5 separate regions of the Mus musculus genome follow, and all the other regions are linked to region 1. The links are chromatin contacts, called in public promoter capture Hi-C maps. All regions are on one chromosome and are shown on one strand. The core of a region is the stretch at or near the end of the contact, and the rest is flanking DNA. Distances in the headings are between cores, read along the strand shown. Region 1 holds the start of Gtf2e1 (general transcription factor II E, polypeptide 1 (alpha subunit)). Region 2 holds the start of Slc49a4 (solute carrier family 49 member 4). Region 3 holds the start of Parp14 (poly (ADP-ribose) polymerase family, member 14). Region 4 holds the start of Parp9 (poly (ADP-ribose) polymerase family, member 9). Region 5 holds the start of Ccdc58 (coiled-coil domain containing 58).

Evidence for each region. Promoter capture Hi-C pulls out the DNA fragments that hold promoters and counts their contacts. Capture Hi-C pulls out chosen DNA fragments and counts their contacts.
Region 2: a promoter capture Hi-C map of neutrophils shows a contact between it and region 1, with 2.8 times the contacts expected there. The contact joins the promoter of Slc49a4 here to the promoter of Gtf2e1 in region 1. A contact is called at or near these places in 3 of 39 promoter capture datasets (liver, neutrophils and pre-B cells) and 2 of 9 other capture datasets (adipose tissue and liver).
Region 3: a promoter capture Hi-C map of liver shows a contact between it and region 1, with 2.9 times the contacts expected there. The contact joins the promoter of Parp14 here to the promoter of Gtf2e1 in region 1. A contact is called at or near these places in 1 of 39 promoter capture datasets (pre-B cells), 1 of 484 Hi-C or Micro-C datasets (CD4 T cells), 1 of 115 datasets of contacts at active chromatin or transcription factors (large pre-B cells) and 1 of 9 other capture datasets (liver).
Region 4: a promoter capture Hi-C map of pre-B cells shows a contact between it and region 1, with 5 times the contacts expected there. The contact joins the promoter of Parp9 here to the promoter of Gtf2e1 in region 1. A contact is called at or near these places in 3 of 39 promoter capture datasets (liver and pre-B cells) and 1 of 115 datasets of contacts at active chromatin or transcription factors (thymic regulatory T cells).
Region 5: a contact with region 1 is called in a promoter capture Hi-C map of pre-B cells, with 6 times the contacts expected there. The contact joins the promoter of Ccdc58 here to the promoter of Gtf2e1 in region 1. A contact is called at or near these places in 13 of 39 promoter capture datasets (the 3T3-L1 cell line, 3T3-L1-derived adipocytes, the C10 cell line and 8 more), 4 of 484 Hi-C or Micro-C datasets (B cells, CD4 T cells and pre-B cells), 2 of 115 datasets of contacts at active chromatin or transcription factors (astrocytes and large pre-B cells) and 2 of 9 other capture datasets (adipose tissue and liver).

The regions. Positions count from the first base shown.
Region 1 is chr16:37,537,826-37,542,473 of GRCm38.p6, reverse strand. It overlaps Gtf2e1 (general transcription factor II E, polypeptide 1 (alpha subunit)), which reads left to right and starts at 2,685. Exons shown (of 5, transcript NM_028812.4): 1 at 2,685-2,821. It overlaps Rabl3 (RAB, member RAS oncogene family-like 3), which reads right to left and starts at 2,580. Exons shown (of 8, transcript NM_001042499.1): 1 at 2,514-2,580; 2 at 536-627. The coding sequence starts at 2,559.
Region 2 is chr16:35,767,525-35,772,172 of GRCm38.p6, reverse strand. It overlaps Slc49a4 (solute carrier family 49 member 4), which reads left to right and starts at 2,803. Exons shown (of 9, transcript NM_153550.4): 1 at 2,803-3,274. The coding sequence starts at 2,932. Hspbap1 (Hspb associated protein 1) reads right to left here and starts at 1,787. Exons shown (of 8, transcript NM_175111.3): 1 at 1,634-1,787. The coding sequence starts at 1,697.
Region 3 is chr16:35,868,680-35,873,327 of GRCm38.p6, reverse strand. It overlaps Parp14 (poly (ADP-ribose) polymerase family, member 14), which reads left to right and starts at 1,946. Exons shown (of 17, transcript NM_001039530.3): 1 at 1,946-2,161. The coding sequence starts at 1,975.
Region 4 is chr16:35,935,634-35,940,281 of GRCm38.p6, reverse strand. Parp9 (poly (ADP-ribose) polymerase family, member 9) reads right to left here and starts at 1,812. Exons shown (of 11, transcript NM_030253.3): 1 at 1,222-1,812. Dtx3l (deltex 3-like, E3 ubiquitin ligase) reads left to right here and starts at 1,255. Exons shown (of 5, transcript NM_001013371.2): 1 at 1,255-1,588; 2 at 3,655-3,905. The coding sequence starts at 1,405.
Region 5 is chr16:36,069,074-36,073,721 of GRCm38.p6, reverse strand. It overlaps Ccdc58 (coiled-coil domain containing 58), which reads right to left and starts at 2,062. Exons shown (of 5, transcript NM_198645.2): 1 at 1,585-2,062. The coding sequence starts at 1,635. It overlaps Fam162a (family with sequence similarity 162, member A), which reads left to right and starts at 2,161. Exons shown (of 5, transcript NM_027342.2): 1 at 2,161-2,252. The coding sequence starts at 2,219.

The DNA of each region.
Region 1 (4,648 bases), core at 1,436-3,935:
GTGCCAACAGATGACAGACTTGCCCAGAATTAAACATTATGACTTAATTTAGTGGAAACTCTATCGAGTACCTAACTGTGACACAGAACAGACAGTCTACTCAAGGCTCTGGAAGTTTTTTCCTTTACATGGTATGACTAGGCCCAAATTTGCAGTCTTAGAGTTACAGCTTTAGGCAGAACTATTTATGGAAGATACTAACTTTATTATTTATGGAGGATATTAACATTATCACTCCAAATCTAGTGTTTAAAATAAAAGCCTGTGCAAACAGACAACTGGGCTCACGTGTTACTTTCGCTTCTCACGAGTTGAATGAATTTGGTTGTTATTTACTCCTCTATGACTGAGTTTCTGTGTTTGTATTTCACAGTTTAAGAAAGATGAAACAAGGAATGACAGTACTGACACACAGTGGGAGCTAAATCAATCCCAGTTATTAGTGTTAATTTTAATTAAGTCCTATAAATTAATCACGGGATCTGAAGGACTTATGCTTAGTATGACTAAGGAAAAACTAAACAAGAACACGCACTCTGATATCCACCGAGCAGCCCACAGTCCATGACGGATTTCCTAACACTTGATTGTGGCACAGAAGATGGACGAGTGAAGATTTCCCAACACCTGTAAAGATACAAGGTCTCTTTAGTCAGCTGAACATGGAACCCTAAATGGGACATTTATACCACCTCTTCCAAGCCAGGGAACATCTAACAAATTGTTTGAATACCTCCCGTGACAGGATCCATGATGCCATGCTACCATACTCAAAGGACTTTGGTGCCTACATGTAGGTCTGAAAAAAGCAGCTAACCACATGGTCCCAGACTTATCCTCTGAATGACGATGATGGTAATTCCACTTGCTTTCCTTCATCATGCCTATTAATTTTGAAGCAATGCTTCACCCCCTTTTAGATCTATTGGGCTCAGGCAATCTTTTCATTAACACTAAAGGGCACCTCTTCAAGAGCTAGGTGGAGAGGAAAGAGATGAGTCTTCTATTTTCATGGCTATGAGTCTTTTATTTGCGGGTGTGGAGTCACTCATTCATTTACCTGGCTGTTGTTAATTGTATCAAACACTTGGGAAATCTCTTTGTTGTGCAATGTTATATATAGACCTATCATTAATATTTACTTTTTATTATAAAAACTCTATTACCAAAAACTGAGAAAGTATAAAAAAAAAAAAACCAAACAACAACATCACCTTAGAGCACTATTGCCAGCCATATGACTTTCTCTATTATACCATGTTGTTATTGTGATCATATACAAAGTGTACTTAAAAACAAACAAAAGAACCGCATGGGGCTCAGTGCTTGCCCTACAAGCATGAGAACCCGAGTTGTGTTCACAGAACTGACACACAGCAGCCAGGCAAAGAGGCACACGTCTCTAATGTCAGTGCTGGGGAGGCAGAGAGAGGCAATCCCTGATGTTTGTTGGCCTGACAGCCTTAGCCTAGGGGCTCCAGGCCAAGGGGAGAGCTTGTCTTAAAGAAGGTCGGCGGCTGTAGTGGCTATTCTTGGTTGTCAGCTGGACTATATCTGGAATGAACTACAATCCAGAATTGGAGGGCTCACTGTGATCCTGATCTCGTGGCTGGGAGATTCAAGTTTCTGACCTGGATCTTGAGGCATAGTGGCTATGAATCCCAGGAGACTAAGACAAGGAGATCTCTGAGTTCAAGGTCATCTGGGACAAAGCAAGTCCCAGCACCAGGCAGGGAGGCCTACACCTTTAATCTGGGCTACACCTTCTGCTGGAGACCTACTTAAGGACATTGGAAGGAGGAAGATTCTTCTTCGTTTGCTTGCCTTGTGGGACTGAGCAACTGCTAGATCCTTGGACTTCCATTCACAGCTGCTGCTGACCATTGTTGGGGAGTTGGGCTACAGACCGTAGGTCATCAACAAATTCCCTTACTATAAGAAACTACCCATAAGTTCTGTGACTCTAGAGGACCCTGACTAATACAGTGGCAGAGGCAGGTGTATCTCTTCATTTTAGGCCTGCCTTGTTTATATAGTGAGTTTTAGACTAGCCTGATATACATAGCTAGTTCTACGTTAGTCAGGACTACTTAGTGAGACCATGTCTTACCCCACACCCACTCCCCAGCAACAAAGCTTGCAGTGGAAGAACTGGAATGTTTTTTGTGGCTCCTGGTAGGAGCTCTCCCCTCTCTGGAACCAAAACTTCTAGGCCAGCAGAACCTAGGGTTGTGGGGACAGGAAGCAAAAATTTTCCTAGAGGGTCACTAGGAGTGATAGTGAGTGGAACTAGTCCCTTTTCCACCCATAGACTCCGCGCCCCCCACCTCCCGCCACGCCACCACGTCGACAAAAGGAGCAAAGTCCTCTGGGAAGTGTAGTTTTAAGGTCTTGAAAGGAATTTCAGCTGTCGACCTAAGCGCTAGGCAGCTGGGGGGGTAAACAGCGAAGAGAGAGCGGTGTCGGGAAGCTCGGGCGTGTTGGTAGTCCCAGACGTGGGTTAAGCGGCTCACCTGAGTCTCCCAACACCAGAACCTTCACCCGATCCAGGGACGCCATCTTGCCACGATTTCCTTGAGGTTGACGCCCGTTCCTGGATTCTCACCAATCAGCGCAGGGCTTGTGGGCAGGGCAAATCATCTCATTGGTCGGTCAGAGCGTGACTGATCGAAAGCTTCGGGGTGCGGATTAGCGGGCGGTTTCCAAACCGGTCGCAGGAATTAGGCGTTCGTCCTTGTCTCGCAAGTGGCGTGGGCTGGCTGAAGCCGGTAGTTGAGGTGCTGAGGGCGGCTGTAGTGGGAGTGTTCGAGCATCCACTTGGGTAAACCTCATTCTCCCGTCCTTGTTCCCGGTTTCTGACCTGGCGTGGCATTTCATGGTTTCTTCTATCCGTCCCCTTCCTTGTCTAGTCCCCTCTCCTCGGCCACCTCTTGCTTTGGTCCTCTTCTTAGTCTTCTAAAGAACCATTGCCCCGGAGCGGCCCATGTGCGACCTCGGGTAGGACGGGCTTGGCGGCGTCGAGTGTGGCCCGGGAAGCCCCTGGGCGCGTCTGAGGGACTGTGGGGTCTCGGGGTCTGGACATGTCTGAACACAGCTGGTGGAGGGCACCTCGGTCCGGAGCTGTCTCCGTCGTAGGACGAAGGAATGGAGAGTTCGTAAAATACAGTAACAGAAAACTGTAGAGGCTCTGTAGGATCCACGTTCTTCTAGAACTTGGGAAGTAGTATTTAAAAATAGTCTAACTAAAAGGGCTTCCTGCACCCACTTTGTGTTTTTTTTTTAAATCCCTTTTCATCCAGCATAGTTTTTTCAAAAATCACAAGTTTAATGTAGTAGCTCCTTGCTTAAAGCAATTACAAGTTAAATTTAAAAAGAAAAAAAAAAGATGGCTTATAGCGCTCATTATTGGGATGCAGGTGTGAAACAAGTGATTTGTGTGGAAGCTGGCAGGATGGATATGCTACAAGAACACGTGCCCAGAGGATGTATTGAAAGTTCAGGTATCTCAGTAGAATATGCTAGGCGCTAGCATTAATGAACAAGAGGCCTTCGAAGTAGAAACTGTACAAATTCTGAGGAAATGCGAGGGAGAGTGTTGGATGCCACTGTTGGGGATTTGAGAAGGCCAGGAAACATTACCCAAAGCCTAACTACAGTAGGAGAAAGGTTTGGGCTTAGCTTTGAGGACTGAGGGTGGATATGAGGATGACTTTGCTAAAAAAGCAGAGTGGTTTGAACTTTTGATTCTCCCAGTTCCACACCAGGGGCACAGTGGTCCTTAAAAGTTTTTACAACTAGAATCTAGGTCTGGACTGGGTAAGGTGACGTTGGGAGATGAGATGCCTGATTACTGTGAAGAGAAGAAGATAAATGAAGACCACTAGCTACCACACCAAGAAGCCTCCACAGACAGAGAAGTTACTTAAGTGTCACCTGCCATAGAGACTAGCTAATATAGGAACATGGTCTGACTTTGGCCATTTACTTCCAATCTGCAAGAGGAGTAGGCAGTTGGGATTTATAGGCACCCAAGATTTTTAAATGTCGACAACCAATTCATAAAGTTGTTGAAAACGTTCTGTATGGGCTGTCAGTTTTAGAACTTGATTTAAGGAGCTTTAAGAAGCCCAGAGATTGAATACTCTTGATTTATCTTAATTGGGGATGTGGGGAAGGAGCAAAGCCCTGTGTGAGAAAGGCTCTTTAATTATTTTATATGTGAAGAAATGAAGGCTGTGGATTTTCTGGGGCTAACACTAAGAAGCTGACCTGGGATTTCCAAGCTTCAAACTATTGGCTGGAAGAGTATTGATAACGTCCCTTTGTACTGATTTTCAGGACACCCAGAGGAGTATCAGACAGAGGAAACAGGCTGAACAGCAAGTACTAGTCCTCTCCATGCAGGATGTTCATTTGAAGGATACAAAATGGTCATGGCCATGGGACAGATTAGAGCAATGATCAGGGACTTGTTGCACATTAGAGTAATCTAAAGGCATTTTAAAAGTAGCTGCGTTCCTAATCTGGCCCTTCTATAGTAACTGAAACAGAACTCTTGGAAATGGGGCCCAGTGTTAGTAGACTTAAAAATGTTGCCTAGGTGATTGCTTTACAGTCAGGGTTGAGAACCAATGGTCTGGAGCATACA
Region 2 (4,648 bases), core at 1,554-4,053, 1.8 Mb after region 1:
TTCTAGGGTTCAAAGTTCTGCCCAGTGTGGAAGAGAGTCTCCTCCTGACTCTCTTCGGGATCAAGCTGTAGAACTTTCAGCTCCTCCAGCACCATGCCTGCCTAAAGGCTGCCATACTTCCTACCATGATGATAATGGTCTAAACCTTTGAAACTGTAAGCCAGCCCCAAATAAATGTTTCCTTTTATTACAGTTACCTTGGTCGTGGTGTCTCTTCATAGAAATGATAACTCTAAGACAGTTAGCATCCATGATCCATCATGGCAGGGAGCATAGCAATAGTCAGGCAAGCATGAAGTTGTAGCAATAGCTGAAAACTTACATTTTGGTCCACAAGCAGGCAGTGGAGAGCGCTGAGAATGGCACGGGCTTTTGAAACCTCAAAGCCTACTACCCCTAGTGACACACCTCCAGCAAGGCCATTTTCTAATCCTTCCCAGATTTCCACCAACTGGGGACCAAACATTTAAGTAGATGAGCCTATGGGGCCGTTTTTATTCAAACCACCACAGGTTATTTCCACAAAGCGCTTAACATCTAGTAGAATATGCAAGGGTTAGAGATATTTGGAACCTGCAAGATGGGTACAAGTATGATGGAAAGGGAATCGACCAGTCAAGAACGTACGAAACCCACATTTTATGGCTAATTAAAAATGTTTAAGAATGTACAAACAGAAGAGATGCTTAGAGACCTCAACAGACCCAGTGGGCATTTTCTCCAGGCTCCGCCCCACAGTTACCTGGCAACAGCCAGGTGTCTGACTCATGGTAAAAGGGGCTGATTGCCCCTCCTCTTTCTCTTGCTCTCTTGCCCTTGCTCCTTAACCTTTCTCCATTCCCCTCCCCCCTCCACGTGCTCATGGCCGGCCTCTACTCCTCTTCTCTCTCTGCCTTTACTCGCTCAACTCCGCTCCCATACCCTGAAGAAACTCTATTCTCTACTATACCTTTGTGTGGCTGGTCCCTCAAGGGGAAGGGATGCCTCAGCATGGGCCCGCGGAGCGGAGGCACCCCCTTCCCCAACACCTGACTACACATCCACCAAACATATTCTCCTTATTTTTATAAAACACAACAGACCCCAAATTAAATTTTTGTGTAGGTCACGGTTTTTGGAGCTTGGATTTTAGTGGAGGTTCTAAGTCCAATACAAATTATTAAAGAATCTTACGTGTCACTTTTGCTGTTGAATGGTGGATAAGAGAGGCATAAAATAGGATACAGGACACATTATCAGGAAGATAAATTGGTTTTTTAAAAAATGAGAGAATGATTTGGGACAGGAGAGATGGACTGTCAAGTAAAAACCCCTGGTGCACAAGTCTGGCGAACTCCCCAGAGACCTCCATAAAAAGTTATGGTCGCATACACCTGGAATCCCAACAGAGACAAGAGAATTGCCACAAAATTCCCTCAGAGGCCAGCGATCCTGGAGTCCTCAGAGGAACTTCTTACTCCACAGTGGTACTTGTCCCGATAGATCAGAAAACTGATCCGCACGACGTTAAGAAGCCACATGCTCTAAAAAGTCACTTTCTCCCAGGCCTAACACGCCGCGGGCGAGACTTGGGATGGAGCCGCGCCCATCCGCACCGCTCGGAGGCACTTCGGCGTCCCTGGCTCGCACCTACCTTCCTCCCCCACAGTTCTCTCGCCCAGGGTCGGGGGCGCGATGCCCTCGCAGCCTGCTGCCATGGTTATCGCGCCGAGGATGGAGAGAGCGCCAGGTGAGAGGGCTCACCGGGATCTGCGGCTTCCACACAGGAAGGATCCTCCGCCTCTGCCGGAACCGGCGCCGCCGCGGTCACGTGACGGCGCTGGGCGTGGCCACGCCGGTTTGTTTTGCTCTTTGGAAGCTGAAAGGCGGCGAGCACGTGGGCTGGGCTGTGGCTCCTTTCTTCCACCCTTAGCGTCTGCTGTTTCTCTTCCTTCTCTAGTCGGATCCTCCATCTTCGCCTTGGCTTTCTCTCAGTCGGACTCGCGATTTAGGAGACCCCGGGGCTGGCGTGCCTACTCTTCCACCTTGTTGGTTCCCTTGGCATCAGTGCCATTCCAGCTGGTTTTCGTGACTGCCTGGGAATACGAACCCCTTGAAGGCGTTCCCTGTGACTCATTTGCTGAGCCAGATATGTCAGCAAATGACTAGTTTTCAAGGACACAGGCAGCTGTCAGAGTTCTGGATTTGTGCATTTGAACAAATGAATGTCTATGTCTATGTGGTCAAGAGATGCACAATCTCCAGCTTTTGCCGTTTATTTAGTCTGGCTAACATACCAAGAGAGAGATCTAGGTCACTGTCTTCCAACTTTAACACAATCCATATTATTTACCCGTTTGCATGACAAACAAAATGGGTAGAAAAAACTCTTTATATGTATGAAGGAAAATTGGCTAGTTTATAATCTCACTGGATGCGTAAGACACATACAAAACCAAATGGTCTTCATGAAACAATACCCTGAGACCTTCCTAAACTTCAGTATCCTGCCGTCTATAATTTCTGCAGTTAGAAACCCAATAAAAACAAAAGTAAGCCTAATATAGACCCAAGCATTGGGATAAGTGACCCGAGGTCAGCGAGTTGTTTATTAGGCACGTGATGTAAACTTGGGCACTTCCTCCAAGCAACCCGCGAGTGACTGACTCAGCCTACTTCGCTCCAGTCTCCCAGCCGGCCGCGATCTTCTACCCTTTCCACTCGTAGGGTCCCGGGCTTCTCCCCGGGGCATTCCTGGGTTCCCAGCGAGCAGGGTGGACCCCGCCTCGCCTCCTCCCCTCGGGCTCGGGCGGCGCAGGCGCAGCAGACGCGCCCGGGAGGCCGAGGACTAGAGCAGCTCCGGCTCCGGCTCCCGCTCCACCCGCCCAGTCAGCTCCCGGCTGGTCTGCGGCCACCGGGACGCGTCGGGCAGGGCCGGCGGGCGGCGTCGCCATGGGCTCGGGTTGGAGCAGCGAGGAGGAGGAGCGGCAGCCGCTGCTGGGGCCGGGGCTCGGGCCTGCGCCGGGGGCTGCGCGCAGGGGCCGGGAGGCGACGGCCGTGCTGCCTGCGGCGGGCCCGAACCCCGGGAGGGTGTACGGGCGCCGCTGGCTGGTGCTGCTGCTCTTCTCGCTCCTCGCGTTCGCCCAGGGCCTGGTCTGGAACACCTGGGGCCCCATCCAGAACTCGGCGCGCCAGGCCTATGGCTTCTCCGGATGGGACATCGCGCTCCTGGTCCTCTGGGGGCCCATAGGCTTCCTGCCCTGCTTCGCGTTCATGTGGCTGCTGGACAAGAGAGGTAAGGGGTCCGGGACGCCTGCGGGCGTGTCCCTTCTCTGGGAGTTGGCGCCTGCCAGGATCCGGGCCTGCCTGTGTCTCCCTGGGCTTGGTCTAGGGGTTGTGTGAGGTGACCCAGTGTAGCTGGCATCCCATTCCTTACTCGGGAACCCTCTGTCCCCAAAGCGACAAATACGGAGGATGCTTTCCAAGTATTGATGTTTTGTGTTACGCCCTTTATGCCACAATCATCAGATGTAGAAGGCTTTGTATACTGTGGACATCAGAGCCATCCAGTGCACTTGCTATGAATGTCTTTGACACCTGACAAAAGTGACTCATGCTTAAATTTCAAAGAGATTTGGGGTGCTGAGAGCGAAAGATCAGAAGAGACTGGTGATGACCAGATGTAAGAGGGTAATGAGCTGGCGTGGTGACTCCAGCCCTGGATGACTGTTGGGAAACTCGGGTCTGACGCTTGGGTTTCTGGAAGGTAGAACCCCAGGTAAACCGAGAGCTTCCGCCTGGGTGACTTCTCAGTTGCGATTTATTACTCTCAGATAAAGATCGCAGATGCAGGAAGGCTCTCTTTCAGTTAGGGACTCCAGGCTTCTCACTTTGCCAATTGCCAGTGTGATTCTGTGAGATGAGGAAAAGGCCAGAGTGGAAAGAGTCAAGATGTTGAATTATCCCTCCAGAGGATAAATAAAACCCCCAGGAGGCTGCTGTGCACGATTTAGACTTCTTAGGTTATGAGGTCGGATACTGGTCGGAAACTGCTTTGTTTCTGTTCAGTCTTTTACGAGTTTTGATACAATAGATTCTTTGGGTAGTTTTGGGACATTGCCTTAGTCTACTGGCCCATTGACAAACAGCCATAAGCTTATAAAATGAAGGACATTTATTTATAACCCCTCTGGAAACCGGGAAGTCCAAGATGAAGGGCCAAGCAGAATGCTTATCTGGTGAGCATCGTTCATACAATGCTCATTTCTTTGTAATGTCATAAGGGAAGTGGCCAGGGATCTCTCTGGGGTCTCTCTTATGAGGGCAGTAACCCTATCTGTCCAGCCCTTGCCCTCAAAAATTTGTTTCATCCCCAGTCGGCCACCTCTTAGTTCAGTCACTTAGCTGGGAGTAGGATTTCAACATAGGAATCTGGGTGAACACAAACATTACCTGCAAAGTAAGAGTGGAACATAGGTTGATATGGAGCTGTGATCATCTGGTGCAACACAGTCCTCTAACTACTGCTGTGGCAAGAACAGAATCCAGCTGTGAGGTTCCCTCTCTTCCTGATGGTACGGGAACCCACGTGGAAGAGACAAGAAAACTGATGACTGAATACTTCCATGATCAACTTGAGTACAGGTGCTCAGAAAGGGAGGCTAGAGAG
Region 3 (4,648 bases), core at 697-3,196, 1.7 Mb after region 1:
GTCTGGTGTGAAGATTTTATATGTGCAAAAGTGCACATGTGTGCTCAGAACACAGGCTTCAGTGGTGCCAGGAGATAGCACCGGTAAGCAACGGAATGCTATGTAGTTGATTTTGATTTAATTTTTGGTTATTGTGCCTTCAGAAGCCTTTCAGCGTTACCAAGATTTTCTCAAGTCTCACACTGGGTTGTGCGATCGGTCTGATTACCATCTACAGAGAAATGGGACCTATCTGTAAAAAACCGTTAAAATTGCCTAGATACTCCCACCTCCAGCCCCGGTTCACGGCTTTCATTTACAATGCCTAGCTGCTGGCGCCTGGGATGTCCTGGCTGACACCACCAATATCTCCCACATCCCTCTTTGTACCAACATTTGCCCATATCGAGAACTTTTCTGTTTTCAAAAATATTTAACTCCAAGAAACAAAATATCAACTTTCTGAGCCCAAACCCCCATCCCTCACCCGGCTGCTTGACTCCTGGGTCTTCCTGTCCATTCAAAGTTTTGGAAAGATCTGGGAAAAAAAAAATTGCCAGGCGGTGGTGGCACATGCCTTTAATCCCAGCACCACTGGGAGGCAGAGGCAGTTCGAGGCCAGCCTGGTCTACAAAGTGAGTTCCAGGACAGCCAGGGCTATACAGAGAAACCCTGTCTAGAAAAAAAAAAAAAAAAGGGGGGGGGGAGGGGGGAAGCTCTGAGTGCTGCCTCGGCTTCCTTCCTTTTTTTCAGACCTCGGTCCTCTTCAGACTCCCCATCGTCCCTGTTCTCCATCAGATAGTGTTACCAGGGGCCCCGAGGGGGTCACCATACTCTAGCCCTGGACCGGCAAAGCCTGCTTTAATGCGTATCCCAAATATTCGCTCATCACGCGTTAAGGATATACAGATTCCCAGTCTCTTCTTATCCCGGTCACAGTAGGCGCACCTCACTCCTGTTGCTTGGACCACTCCTGGATGAACTGTTCATATCTTTCGGCCAATCTTGTCTCCAAAGGCAGCTTAGAGGCCATCACGTTCTTCCTAGGAGGGGGAATGGGGGAGGCGGGTGTCGGAGCCCCAAGAGCCCTAGACCAGTAGCGGGACCAGAGCCCTCTCCTGAGCACCCAGGTCAGCCTGGCTTTCTCTCACTCCTGTCGAACTCAGCCACCATGCAGCAGCCTAAGTTATTTTGTGTAAGTGAACCACAAAGCCCCAGAGACCCACCATCTAAGGTCATTTCTTAGTAGTTCTTAGGCTCTCGGGTAGCACGTCCCTTGCCCAGAAGTGCTACCTGATCTTTCCATAATTGGGCTGGGAGCCCATGCTCTTCTGCTCCAACACCTGTGTATTTCTCCCTAGAGTTGTCGACCGTCTCCTGTGTCCCCATACCTGTGTCCCTCCGTTGAACACCCAGAAAGCATGGACGCCAGCACGCGTTCCTCAATACTGGGAGTTTGTAAACACAAAGTATGCACAGATGAGAAAACAGAATTCTGAAGCAGGAAAGTCAGGTCAGATGCCCTCGGGTGGTCCCCCAAGTGAGCAGGGAGCATCCTGAGAGGATCGTTTTCCTTCTCTTATACAGCGTGGGTTTTCAGGTATGCAGAAACTATCCTAGTGATGGAGCAGGGCTCAGCTGTAGCTCAGGTGGAGTGCGGGCGGGGCCCAGCTCTGGAGCTGCTAAGGAGGTGGCCTGGAGGCTAGAGCTCGGGTGGAGGATTGACTGGCTTCTGTTGAGAGCAGGAGAACAAAGTGCCTGGGGGTGGGTGGGTGGTAGCTCTGTGTGTGTGTGTGTGTGTGTGTGTGTTGTTGTTGTTGTTGTTGTTGTTGTTGTTGTTGTTGCACTATTCCAATCCTGGGATAGCGAGGTGAAGATAGAAACTAAGGACGGGGAGGGATTTCCAGGAAATGAAAGCGAAAGAAGTTATCTCAATGTTAAAACTCTGAGCAGTTTTGGACGACCCAGCAGTCGCCGCTTCCTAGTTCAGTCAGGATGGCAGCGTCGGGTTCCTTCCCGCTGCTGGTCGAGGGCTCTTGGGGCCCCGACCCCCCAAAGAACTTGATCAACAAGTTGCAAGTGTACTTCCAGAGCCGGAAGAAATCCGGAGGAGGGGAGTGCGAGGTCGTCCCGGAGCCGGGGAACCCAGCACGCTTCCGGGTGCTCTTCTCCCCGGAGGATGGTGAGGGGCGCGAAGGTCGGGGAGGGTCGCCTCGCGCGGGGTTTGGGACCATGGGTGCCAGGTCTAGCCCTCGGCTGCAGCTCGTTCGGTGCGGGAGATCCTGGAGGCAGAATCTGCGTGGCGAGCGCAACCGGGAGTGGCGTTCCCCTTGCTTTCCCAGTCGCTCCCTGAAGCAATCTGTGGACCTTCCCGTGTTCGTTTGTTTGTTGTTTGGTTGTGAGCCTAGCCTTTCACGGCTGAGCCATCTCTCCAGCCCTTGTTTGTTGTTTTAACTGTCCTGTTTTTATTATTCAGGTGGGGCAGGAAAAGAATTAAGAAACGGGAGGAGTCCAGGGTCCGCTAGCACCGCAGGGTTCTTAGGGAGATGAGCTTGAGAAGTGAAAAGCCCTAGAGCTCTTGTGCCTCAGTGGAGGAGGGAGGGACAGGGCAGGGGTGGGTAATGGGTGGTGGTGTCTTGTTCCTACCTCGTCCTTCAGCCCCAAGATGATCTGAGGTGGCTGTAAGCTTGGAACCCAGGTTGGGATAGGGACTGGGGGTGTTCCCTCATCTCTGGAAGGTTCCTGAACAGTTAAGCAGTTGAATGTTCCCCACCTCTATTGGCCTTCTGCAAAGGAGGCCCAGCCTTCATTTCTCGCTCAGGTGGGTGAATGGAAGTCCCAGATCTGTGACTTCTGGAAAGCCACCATGTGTTAATATCAGAGATTTTGCAGACCAGGGTCATCCTCAGAGTGCAGGATGGAGGGAACATTTGGGCCAGAGGAGAGGAAAGGAGGCTGAGGAGACCGGGCAGTGGGCAAGGTAACAGCCCAGCAAAGACCCAAGAAGGAAAAAAAAAAAAAAAAATGAAAACAAGAGAAAGGTGTAACACAGGGTTTCAGGAAGCCTGGGTAGGAGGGCACAAGAGACCTGCTTAGCTCTGATCCCTTCCGGAAAACACAGGTTTGATTTCACAAGGGAGCCCTCAATGGGCAGCTAGCTAGTAAAGTGAGAATCTCATTTTTCACTTTTCCTAGATCAGTGATTCTCAACCTTCCTAATGCTGCAGACCTTTAACACAGTTCCTCAGGTTGAGGTGACCCCAACCACAAAATTATTTTTGTTGCTACTTCATAACTGTAATTTTGCTTACTATTATGAACCAGAACCTAATCCCCAGGAAAAGATCATTAGATCCTAAGGGGTTGTGACCCACAGGTTGAGAACCACAGTAGAGGGGTCCCAGTTTGATTCCAGCTGTCAGTATCCCAGCAGACATGACCCGTATGGAGAGCGCTTTTCTCTAGAATGTCACTGTCCTCAAATGAGGGTCACATGGTAGGGGTGCAGATTACTGGCATCCTGGTCACAGAGAGGTCGGGGTAACTAGACATCTCCAGCTCCACCCTAGACACTGTAGTACAGTGAGTGTCGACTGAATAAGGATTGTGTACCACCAGCCCTCTGACGAGACCCGAACATGCTAAACATTAAAAAAAATCTGTTGTTTATCTAGACCATCAAACCAACAAAACAGAGGGACTGAGAGACTATCTAAGATATTGGTACTATACTGAAATACACAGCACGGAAAAATAATTGTGATAATACAATTCCAGTTTTAGCCTTTACAGCAGACCCCGGGGCTGGCCAGGTGACTCCGCCCTGAAGGGCTGGGCTCACAATGAAATTCACCAGTCGCAGGATCTCTGCTTGGCTTTCTCCCTACAGGGCTCCTAGCCCACAGCCCCCCAGGCTGCTCCAGGCCATCCCTCTGGTTTCACTTGCAACAGAGAAGACTCAAAATCTATTAAAATTTAACCCTGTTGAGGAGGCAGTCTTTAGGGTGACTAGAATGTCTCTCTATTCACTTTCGGTTTCCTACTTGAGGCACTGTTTCCTCAGTAGGAAGTCATCTGGAATTTCCCTGTAGCAGCAGCATTTCTTTCCTGTAGAGAGCACCACCCTCTGGCCCAGAAGGAGCCTGAGCAGGCCTAACTATTCACTCGTGTCTACAATAGCTGGATAGTACTATTGAGCCTCTCAGCATCCCCTTCCCAGCAGAAATTAGCATATAGAGGTAGGAACCGGAAGATCTGACCTTTGTAGGCTTACTGGATTTGTGTACAATAAAGCATGCATGATTTCCTGTGTTTTTTCCCCTTTGAGCCTGCCAGGCAGTTGTTCTGTGAATGAACTACCCTCTCAAACCCTAACTCAAAACACTGTAAGCCCCATTTCAGATGGGCACACTTTATTATGCTTTTTAGTCCCAATTTGGCTCGTTTATTGTGCAAGGGCTTAGGTATCCTTGAAGTAAGGAAACTCATCTTCTTAAAAATAAGTAAGTAAGTAAATAAATAGTATTTTGCTGGGTGGTGGTAACTTACACCTTTATTCCCAGCACTTGGGAGGCAGAAGCAGGCAGATCTCTGAGTTTGAGGCCAGCCTGGTCTACAGAGTGAGTTCCAAGAAAGCCAAGAATGCACAGAGAAACACAGCCTCAAACAC
Region 4 (4,648 bases), core at 563-3,062, 1.6 Mb after region 1:
ACTGCTTGAACCTGCACGGGCTGTGTTCTGAATCTGTGATAAACAACTCTGACCTAAGGATGTCTGGATAAAAATCTGAAGCTCTGGGAAATCGCACTTTCTCATGATTTTAACCTAGTAGCCTAAAAACTAAAATTATGAAATGTTAGACTCATGACTAACACTTACAATAGTCTCTGGGATGATCTGTAATGTCTTTGCAGTAGAAAAACACTGTACAACACGAGAGCACAGCTGGCCATGCCCATCCAGGAGTCACTCGAATACTAACCCCAAACTGGCCGGACAGGATCCGGGGAGCCTGCAGAGGGCAGTATTGCTTTCACACAAGAAAGACCTCTAAGGTTCCTTGGAGGCTGCAGCTGAGAGGTTGCTTTGGGGTGCACTTGTCTGTCTTGAGGCAAGCAGGCCAAAAGCAAAACTTCCTTTTTCCTTGTCCTTTTATATAGGCTGCTACCAGGACGCGTGACCCAGATTTAGGGCGGGTCTTCCAGTCTCAAAAGACCCAATCAAGAAAATCGCTCACAAGCACTACCCAGCTAGCTGGGGTTTTAGCTGATTCCAGACGCAGTCAAAATGACAACCAAGATTAACCATCACCTATGAGCTAAACTATGGTGTTAACCTTTAGAATTAACACACATAATCCCCACTTTATTTCTGTTGACGCTATAGATCTTACAGACCCTTCCTCTTCCTCTCCCTGGCCTGGAACCCAGCCCTCTGGACTTTAGGCTACTGCTGTCCCAGCCTAGAATACTTTCCTCCCCTCCCCCAACCCCTTAAGATACCTCTTGAAACCTGCTCTTTGGCTTTTGCTTTGTTCACAGGTACTGACTGCTTCTGTGCTCAGTTCCTCGTTACCTCCCTCTCTAGGGACTCAGGGAAGCAAGCCGATCTGTGCTATTCGCTAACTTAAGGCCCTCGAGCAGAAAATCCCTAAGGTGCCCAGCTAACAGGAAAAGTACAGGTCACCAAGCAGGTAAACTCTCTCCACTTGAAATCAGAACCGCATCTCAGTAAATACTAGTTACAACAATCATTTCAAAAAGTACAAACAGGTGAAACTCTTTACCCCTCTATTCCGCTCCACCCTTGAGAGGCCTGAACCTGGGATCCGGGTTCCCGCCAAACTTCCGATCCTGCAAGAATAGAAGGGCGACCTGCCACCGTAGGGAAACTTCCTCTGAGCGCCCACCGCCGAGCGTGCGAACTACTCACCGGGTGATGGCTCTGAGAGATGGCAGAGCAAGACAGGCGGCGGCTCTGCGGAGAACAAGGAGGGACCTTCTGGGGAATCGAAACTGAAACTTTGCCTCTCGGGTCTTTAGGGCAGGGCTCGCCTTTGCTCTTCCCTGTCTGTGCAGCGCCCCTGAGCCCCAAACGAGCCAGACGCGGATAGCCATGGCTTCCAGTCCCGACCCGCCGTCCCCGCTACTCGTACGGCTGCGGGAGTCCATCCCCAAGGCGCACAGGAAGCTCGAGATATACTTCCAGAGCCGGGCCTCGGGAGGTGGGGAGTGCTCTGTCCAGCCCGTGGGCCCCAGCGCCCCGGACACCTACGAGGTGAAGTTCCTAAAAAAAGCAGGTGAGCCGGGGCAGGGGAAACAGGGCAAGGCTCGGGTGCAAGGGTAGAACCAGCAGGTTTCCAAACCGATCCCTGCATGCTTCCGACGAGAGCCCACGCGAGTGTGGCTCTCTGTCTGTGGGAGAGTGCGGTCCACAGACTCCCTCCATCCCACAGTGGCGGAGAGAGCCTCGTATGAGTCCAGCCGCTGATGAGGTCGCGGTTCGACTCCATCTGAGAATTTCCCAGCAGACCCAGTTGAGAGAAGAAACAAAGTGTGGGGGTTGGGATTGAGGAGGAAATCCAGAACCTTGTGCACGCTAGGCAAGTGCTCCACCACCGATCTCGACTCCAAGCCATTTTAATGTTGTAAATAAAGATTCCGTTGACTTATTTTTAAGGACTACAAAAGTAATATATGACTTTAAAGAGGAAAGTCAAAGAAAAATTATCTGAAGATAGTTTGGTGGGGTTTGGTTTGGTTTTGGTTTTGGTTTTTGGTGTGTGTGTGTGTGTGTGTGTGTGTGTGTGTGTGTGTGTGTGTGTGTTTGGTTGATTTTAGAGACAGGGTTATTCCTTGTATCCTTGTCTGTCCTGGAACTAGCTCCATAGGCTGACCTCAAACTCGCAGAGATCCTCCTTCCTCTACTGGGATTAAAGGCAGGTGGTGCCACACTAATGTCCTCAATGGGGGCATTTTCATGCATTCTTTTCTGAGAGTCAGCAAATGAATATACATTCTAAACTTTTTGATCTTGTTTCTTTTGGGGGGCCGGGGGTTTCACCATTTAACTATACAATAACCATTATTCAATGTCATTGAAATGAGAGATTCAAAACCATTACAAAACATAGGTTTCCCCACCACCACCCCTTTGAGACAGGATCTTGCCATGTGCCATTGGTTGGCCTTGAACTCATAATACCCCTACCCCTACCACTACCATTTAAGTGCTAGATTGTGAGTGTGTACCAGCATGCCCAGACTAGAAATGTGATTTCTAATAACCAAATTATATTCCTATGCTAAAACTTAAGCTCCCTTCTTTAGAGTTCTGATTAGCTTCTCCTATCACCAGCCTGCTATTCCAGAATGCCAGAAATAACTGTTCAGGTCCTCTGTATGCATTTGACCAGGAGCCTACAACAGATACCACCAAGGGCCAACTTGGTGAACCAATGCATTACTTATTGCATTGGTATTGGTTATTGGATTTACTTACAGGAATATGGGAAACGACTCAAAGGCAACTGCATCACCAAAGCCCACCTAGCATGGGTGACAGCTCACAAAGCTGGGAACCTGGAGCTCACTGCACACCTACAGGCAGCTCAATAGGTTAGGGAGTGTTCTTTCCAGGTGGCTCAGTTGGTCTAAACTTCCTCCTAAGTGGAGCTTAGAGTTCACTTCCTGCAGGCAGCTTCTCTGGTGGTTTAAGTTTTCTTCACAGCTTGTTTTGTCTAAGAGTCTCCTATGCAGACCTTTAATGAGTCCTCACAGCAGCTCTGTTCTGGGAGTCTCAGGAGGACTCTTCCCAACAGTCTCTATTGTTTATTCATTCAGGGAGGGGCCTATGAGTCTGGTCAGTTTCTGGGATTTCCTGAAGCTATTTTGAGTTGTTTACCTTCTTGCTTAAGGAACTTCTTTGCAGGGTGGAATGTTTCAGTCTTGAGAAAATTTACACAACAGTCCCATACCCTATGGTTTATTCAAATAAAGTCTATGGAAGGCGAACCAATGCATTTATAGTAGTGGCACATGCCTTTAATTGTAGCACTCTGGAGGCAGGGGCAGGCAGATCTCTGTGAGTTCAAGGCCACCCTGGTCTACACCAGGAGTTTCAGGACAGCCAGGACTACCTAAGGTCTCAAAAACAAAAAATAAAACAAAACAAAAAAATGAACAACTAAAAAGCATATGTGAGAACATGGGTAGCTTATGTGAAAGTCCTAAGCTTATTAGGGACATCTCTGGAGGTAGCATGCTCAGACGTTTCTAGAATCAACCTACAGGGATACTGAGGATCAGCTATGTAAATTCTCTCTTATTTCTGTGTGAATGTGTATGTTTAATGTCTCCCCTGAAGATAAGGAGAAAGTGTTGAAAAAGAGCGAACACGAGATGTTGGTCCATAACAAACCTGTGACCATTGTCCTGGAAACTACTAAAAAGCCAGTAGAGGACCTGAGACCCAGACTCCCATCCTTGACACAGCCAGTGGAGACACCAAGCTCCAGACCTCCGTCCTTGACGGGGTCTCTGGATGAAGCACTTTGTGATGACATACATCCCCAGGACGGGCTCGTTTCTAACTCTGTTGACTCAGTTGTCCAAAAGGTGAGTGTTGACAGAGGAGCTGATGCTGCCCTGGCATCTGCTCCTCCCTTCCCCTCGGTGTTTTCGGGCAGCCTTGTGCACCCCGGACTGTACAGGGAGGAATGAAGCTTAGTTGGTACAGGTGGATTAGCAAGATCTCAGCCAGCCTGAGTTAGGGAGAAACAGCCTTCTCTGGACATGGTTTTCAGGGAAACCTCCCTCTTTATTGGGGTGAACAGGGGCTATATAAACCTGCGGAAGTGGGTAGGGGTTTCGGAGGTGAGTGTCATCATTGGCTGGGGGCATAGATGCTGGGGAATGCTTTATTTGTGTGAAGAGGAATTCCAGGTGCTTGCTTGCTGGACATGTCCTTTTAAGGAGAGAGGAAGTTTAACTTGTGATCTAGCCACCAGGCTACAAGACTGCCTCGAGTGGTGGAGGTGGGGGTCATAAGGCTCCTGTGCACTGGGACATCCTGGTTCCGACCAAGGAGGAAGCAGTCCTGGAGTCTGCGGGTCTCCAGATGTGATTTTCAGGTTCAAACGTATCTGGACCTCACTCTTGCTCCTGACTGGCACCCCTGGTCTCACAGCTTTGGGAACCCACAAGCTGGCACTGTTTCTACAACTGCTTCTGTGGTCACCGCCTCTGCCTTTTTGGTCTAACAACCTTGTCCCAGGGGCTAGCTCCAGGCGAGGCACTGGTCTAGGCACTGGACTACAGAGGCACAGAGACAAGATTCCCATCCTCATGCAGCCTGTGTT
Region 5 (4,648 bases), core at 813-3,312, 1.5 Mb after region 1:
TCTGCCTTAAGAATATGTCCATGAAACTAGGAGGAGCATTTGTAAATACCTGTGCCCTGCATCATATGCAAAATATAACCCTCCAAATAGTAAACAAGTCCGGAACTTCATTCAATTTGCATGCAGCATATTTAAAAGCACTCATTTGTTTCAAGTGACTTTAAAAACCCTTTTTTTTGTTTGTTTGTTTGGTTGGTTGGTTGGTTTGTTTGGTTTTCTTGGTTAGGATACCTACATACAAAGTGATCTAACAACTCTTGAGAATATTAATTTTGTTTAGTAATTTGTGAGAATTCCAGTCAACCATGTTTTTCATAATTTTACCAAATTCATCTAAATGTAAATGCCATAGTAATGTTTTACATTGTTACAGTACCTTCATGTATGTTCTGGTTCTATCTGTGAAGGAGTGGGAACAAAAATTAATGCCTATTTACAAAATTAAAACATATGCTAAGACTGGTTCTGGGTAAACAAATCTTTTGATTTTTTTTTTTTTTAAACTCACAGATTCATTAGGTCTTTTGGCCAAGGGGCTGGAGAGATGATGGTTCAGTGGATAAGAGTATCTGTCTGTTCTTGCAGAGGACTCAGGTTCAATTCCTAGCACCCATATGGCAACTTGCAAAAGTTTGTAACTTCAGTCCTAAGAGATACAATGCCCTCTTTTGGCCTCTGCAGCTAATGCACAGATGTGGTGCACAGAAATACATGCCCACAAAACACCGATGCCCATAAAAATAAATGTTAAAAAAATACTTTTGGCCTAATTATTTACCAAATAAATCAATTTGGTGAGGTTATCTTCAAGAATACCACTACCTACAAGCTACTCAAAGTATTACGGTTACTACAGATAGGGAAATGACATGTTTAACAAATTTTACTATCTCTACTTAAAATACACTTTTAAAGGTCATGTTTTTTTGTTTTTTTGTTTTTTTGTTTAGCTTCAACTCTAATTTAATAGCAGAACCATCATTGTGAATTGATCAACATCCGGATCGTTATTCTTGAATTCTTGGTTAACTATTCAACCTTTGAAATTTTTAGTACCAAAAAAGACACATATTTGACTTAAGTGTTACACCTTCTCTCGGGATCAAGAAGGCGATAGCACAGACCAAGTATTTGACTTAACCCTCCCCCAAGCTTCCAAATATTCATTGTATCGCACCACACACATAAAAAGGCACTATGCCAAATACTTTATCAAGTACACAAGGTCTCTTTCACTTTTTCTCTCCCACAAAATCTCAACTTAGAAGTAGGGGAGTTTTGGTAGAAGCTGGGAATGAAGTTCGGAGAACTACTGAACTATTAACTATCCCTACCCACAGCTTCAGAGCTCGGCCTGACCGCTCCAGAATGACCCGGTGAGCCTCCGGCACCTCCTACGCTGAGCACCTCCGCTTTCCAAGGCCACCCCCAGCCCCCATGACCTCCAAAGGCTCCCCTATAAAAAGCTCTGAGCAACTTGCTTTTCCTACAGTTTGTCTATCCTCCCTTCCCGGACCAAAGCACCGACTGGGACGTGGGGACAAAAGGCTGGACAAGCTTGCCACGTGTGGAAAACCTCATCACCTGGAACTCGGCGAACTCTTCACAGTTCACACTGCCACTGGGCGCCGCCATATTGAACGAACACGAGGACCCCCGCAGCCGACCAATCACCGTGGAGCAGAGGTGTCCGCGGTGCTGCCTGACAGCAAATACCGTGAGCCCGGGCGGTTGCCTTTCCTCTCGCTAAGCCTAGAGCATCGGGTTGCTAATGAGGGATGAGCCCCTCGAAGAAGCGTCGAGAAACTAACGGCGTTTGGGGAGGTGAGGGTGGGCAAGCGGTGAGAATGACTAGATGTTTTTAAAAACATAGCTAAGTGGAAAGCAGGCTTCCTTCGGGCATTCCCGAAGCCCGGACGCCATAGGGCCCTGGTCCCGAGTCCCTCCGCGTGTGTGACTCGCTTGCACAGTCCTAAAACACTACTCAGCGCTTCGCAGTTGGCAGACATCGCCCTCCCTCCTCCGCCTTCATCATGCCCGGGCAGGCAGGGCGTTTGGCCGCATCCTCCGCTCGTCGCGCACGTCCCGCACGCCCGCTGCGTCACGCCGGCACGCCCCGCCCACCCCGCCAGCGCCCTCCCCACGCGGGCCCTTGGTGACATTGAGCGCCAGCGCCGCGGCCGCCGTGGGGTGCTGTGCGTCGGCGGAGCGGGTGGCCATGTGGAGCCTCGGCGGCCTGCGCCTGGCGGCTGGTGAGACGCGGGTCTGCGGGCGGCAGGAGGGGGCATCGCCGGTGGGGGTGTCCTGCTTACTGCAACCGTGTGAGGACCGCAGCGCCTTAGCAGACGCGGGGGGCTGGCCGAGACCCTGGTATCTGGCGCTCATTCACGCAGCTCCCATCTTAAGTTAGTGCCTTGATGCCTCCACCTGGTCCCCATCCTCCTGTGAGCTCCTATTAAGAGTTATCCACGGAAGTAATGCTTTCCACCCTGACTTTCTCCTATCCGTTATTCTACTTGTGCCTTCCTACTTGTCCCTCCCTCTTTAGGTGAGGGACTCAAAGATCTCACAGAATACGAGTAATTGTTGCCTTAAGTTGTGGGTGGTAGTACATACTTTTAAACAATAGTGCGGTAAGTGCCGGGACTCTCTTAGGGGAAAGTGTTATGCTAATAACGTAAGGTCTATAGCCTGTTTTCTCAGTAAACATTGGAGCGGTTGAGTGTTTTGGAGTCTGGTAACGTGAACGTATCCCGCCTCGGGGAAATCTAGAGAGCCTTGAATTATCAAGTTGAGAAATCAGAGAGTTTGCAGCTTGTATCTTGAGGGTCTTTAGAGGGTAGCTTACCTTTTGATCATCTTTATGAACTTTCATGATCTATCCTTTGTTCCATGGCATCAAATTACTACAGAGTTGTTAAATTTTTAGAGAAAGAATAGCTCCACGTTTTGTTATTGGAGTAATGTATATTGTAAATGTAATTGAAGCAATGCAAAAAAAAAAAAATAGTACATGGAGAATAGTTGCGTAAAGAGTAGCCGGTGAAGAGGTTAGATTTTACCGACTGAAAGACCTTTCAATGGGTCAGCATTGCTTACACCCTTAAAAACTCACACCCACTCTGCTCTAGAAAGAAAACGGAGAAAGAGAAAAAGCACTCATTCTTTTACTGGTTTTGATTTGTATCAGTTAAGATCTAATCATCTAAAATCTCGATGTGCATGTTTATTAAGTATTACAAAGTTTTCAAAAGAGCAAGCAAAAGAATCAGCAACCTGTGAGTTATGTGAAAGTCACTTAAACACTGGCAGTAGTTACTTTTCTAGACTGTAGCACACGTCATGGAAAGCTAAAGTGTCTTGGAAGATTTCTGATGTTTTGGAACTTCTCTGCTGGGCCTCTAACCAAGACAGACTTCCTTGCACAATTTAACAACAATTTTACTTCCGATGGGGAATGTTTTAATAGCACACCAAGGATGTTATGGGCAACGACTGCCAGGTGATCTGTGAGTGTCTGGTGTGTTGTGAGCACCTTCCAGTGATTTCTTTTACTTTTACCTATTTTATTAATAAAAGCGCTTTCTGATTTACATTATCTGATTTCTACAGCGCCCCCCTTGAATCTTATTCCCTCCTGTCTTTATAAATAAACATAAATCACAGGGCTAAATAACTTGTGTAGCACCACCTGGTGATAAAAGTCAGCACCAAAGGAGGGCAGTGAGTTTGTGTTATCCGAGTTCCTTGCTGCTGTTGATGCTGCTGCTGGAATATGCGCATGTGTAAGTTAACCATCTTATAGCCAGATGGAGCTTTTTTGTTTTCTTTTGGGACATTCACTATGTAGCTCCGGCTGCCATGGACCTCACTATGTGGACCAGGCTGGTCTCACAGATACCCTCCCCGGTGCAGCTGGGGCTCCTTAAGGTGAAATGCAGATGTGTTTGTGAGGTGGACATACACTTTCATACACAAATGGACTTTCAAGAACCAACTGCGATTTGATAAATAACATTGACCAAGTGTGTGGCAGCTCAATTAGAAATGTAATCTAGGCATTGTTTTCTTATTCAGAATACTATTCAGAATAAGGTCCTCAATTTAAGCAGTGGAGCTGTGCGTAACCGCTTCCTTTGGAACTCCTGGGTGGACTCCCTTCGCAAACAGCCTAGAGGGTTTATGGGCTTTAGTTGCTTGTTGCATGAATGTAGTTGTAGATAGATGCAGGTCAAAGTTGTTACAGAATTGCTACAGGTGAGAGGTCTTGTGAGCTTCTGAAATCATGTTCTGACGTTTATGATCATGTACTAGGAAGAGGGACCGAGGCTTAACGTCCATATCCCAGCAGTGCCGGTTCTCTTAAGAAGCACAACTGTTAAGACTCCGAGGCTAACTAGCTTCTCACCCACCCTGCCATGACTTCCATTAGCATCAAGATTAGCTTTGCCATAGAGTTACTAAGTTCTCAGCTCTTACAAGTATCTGTTAGTACATATTGTTTCGATGGAAGGACTCTAGGAAATATCTTGGATTAAGCAAATATAAGGTAAGTTTTCACATCTCTTTTCTCCTGAAAGCTGAATAAAATAGATACAACTTTTAAGATATTGTATCTTTATTTAGATGTGTGTTGTATGTGGAGTCT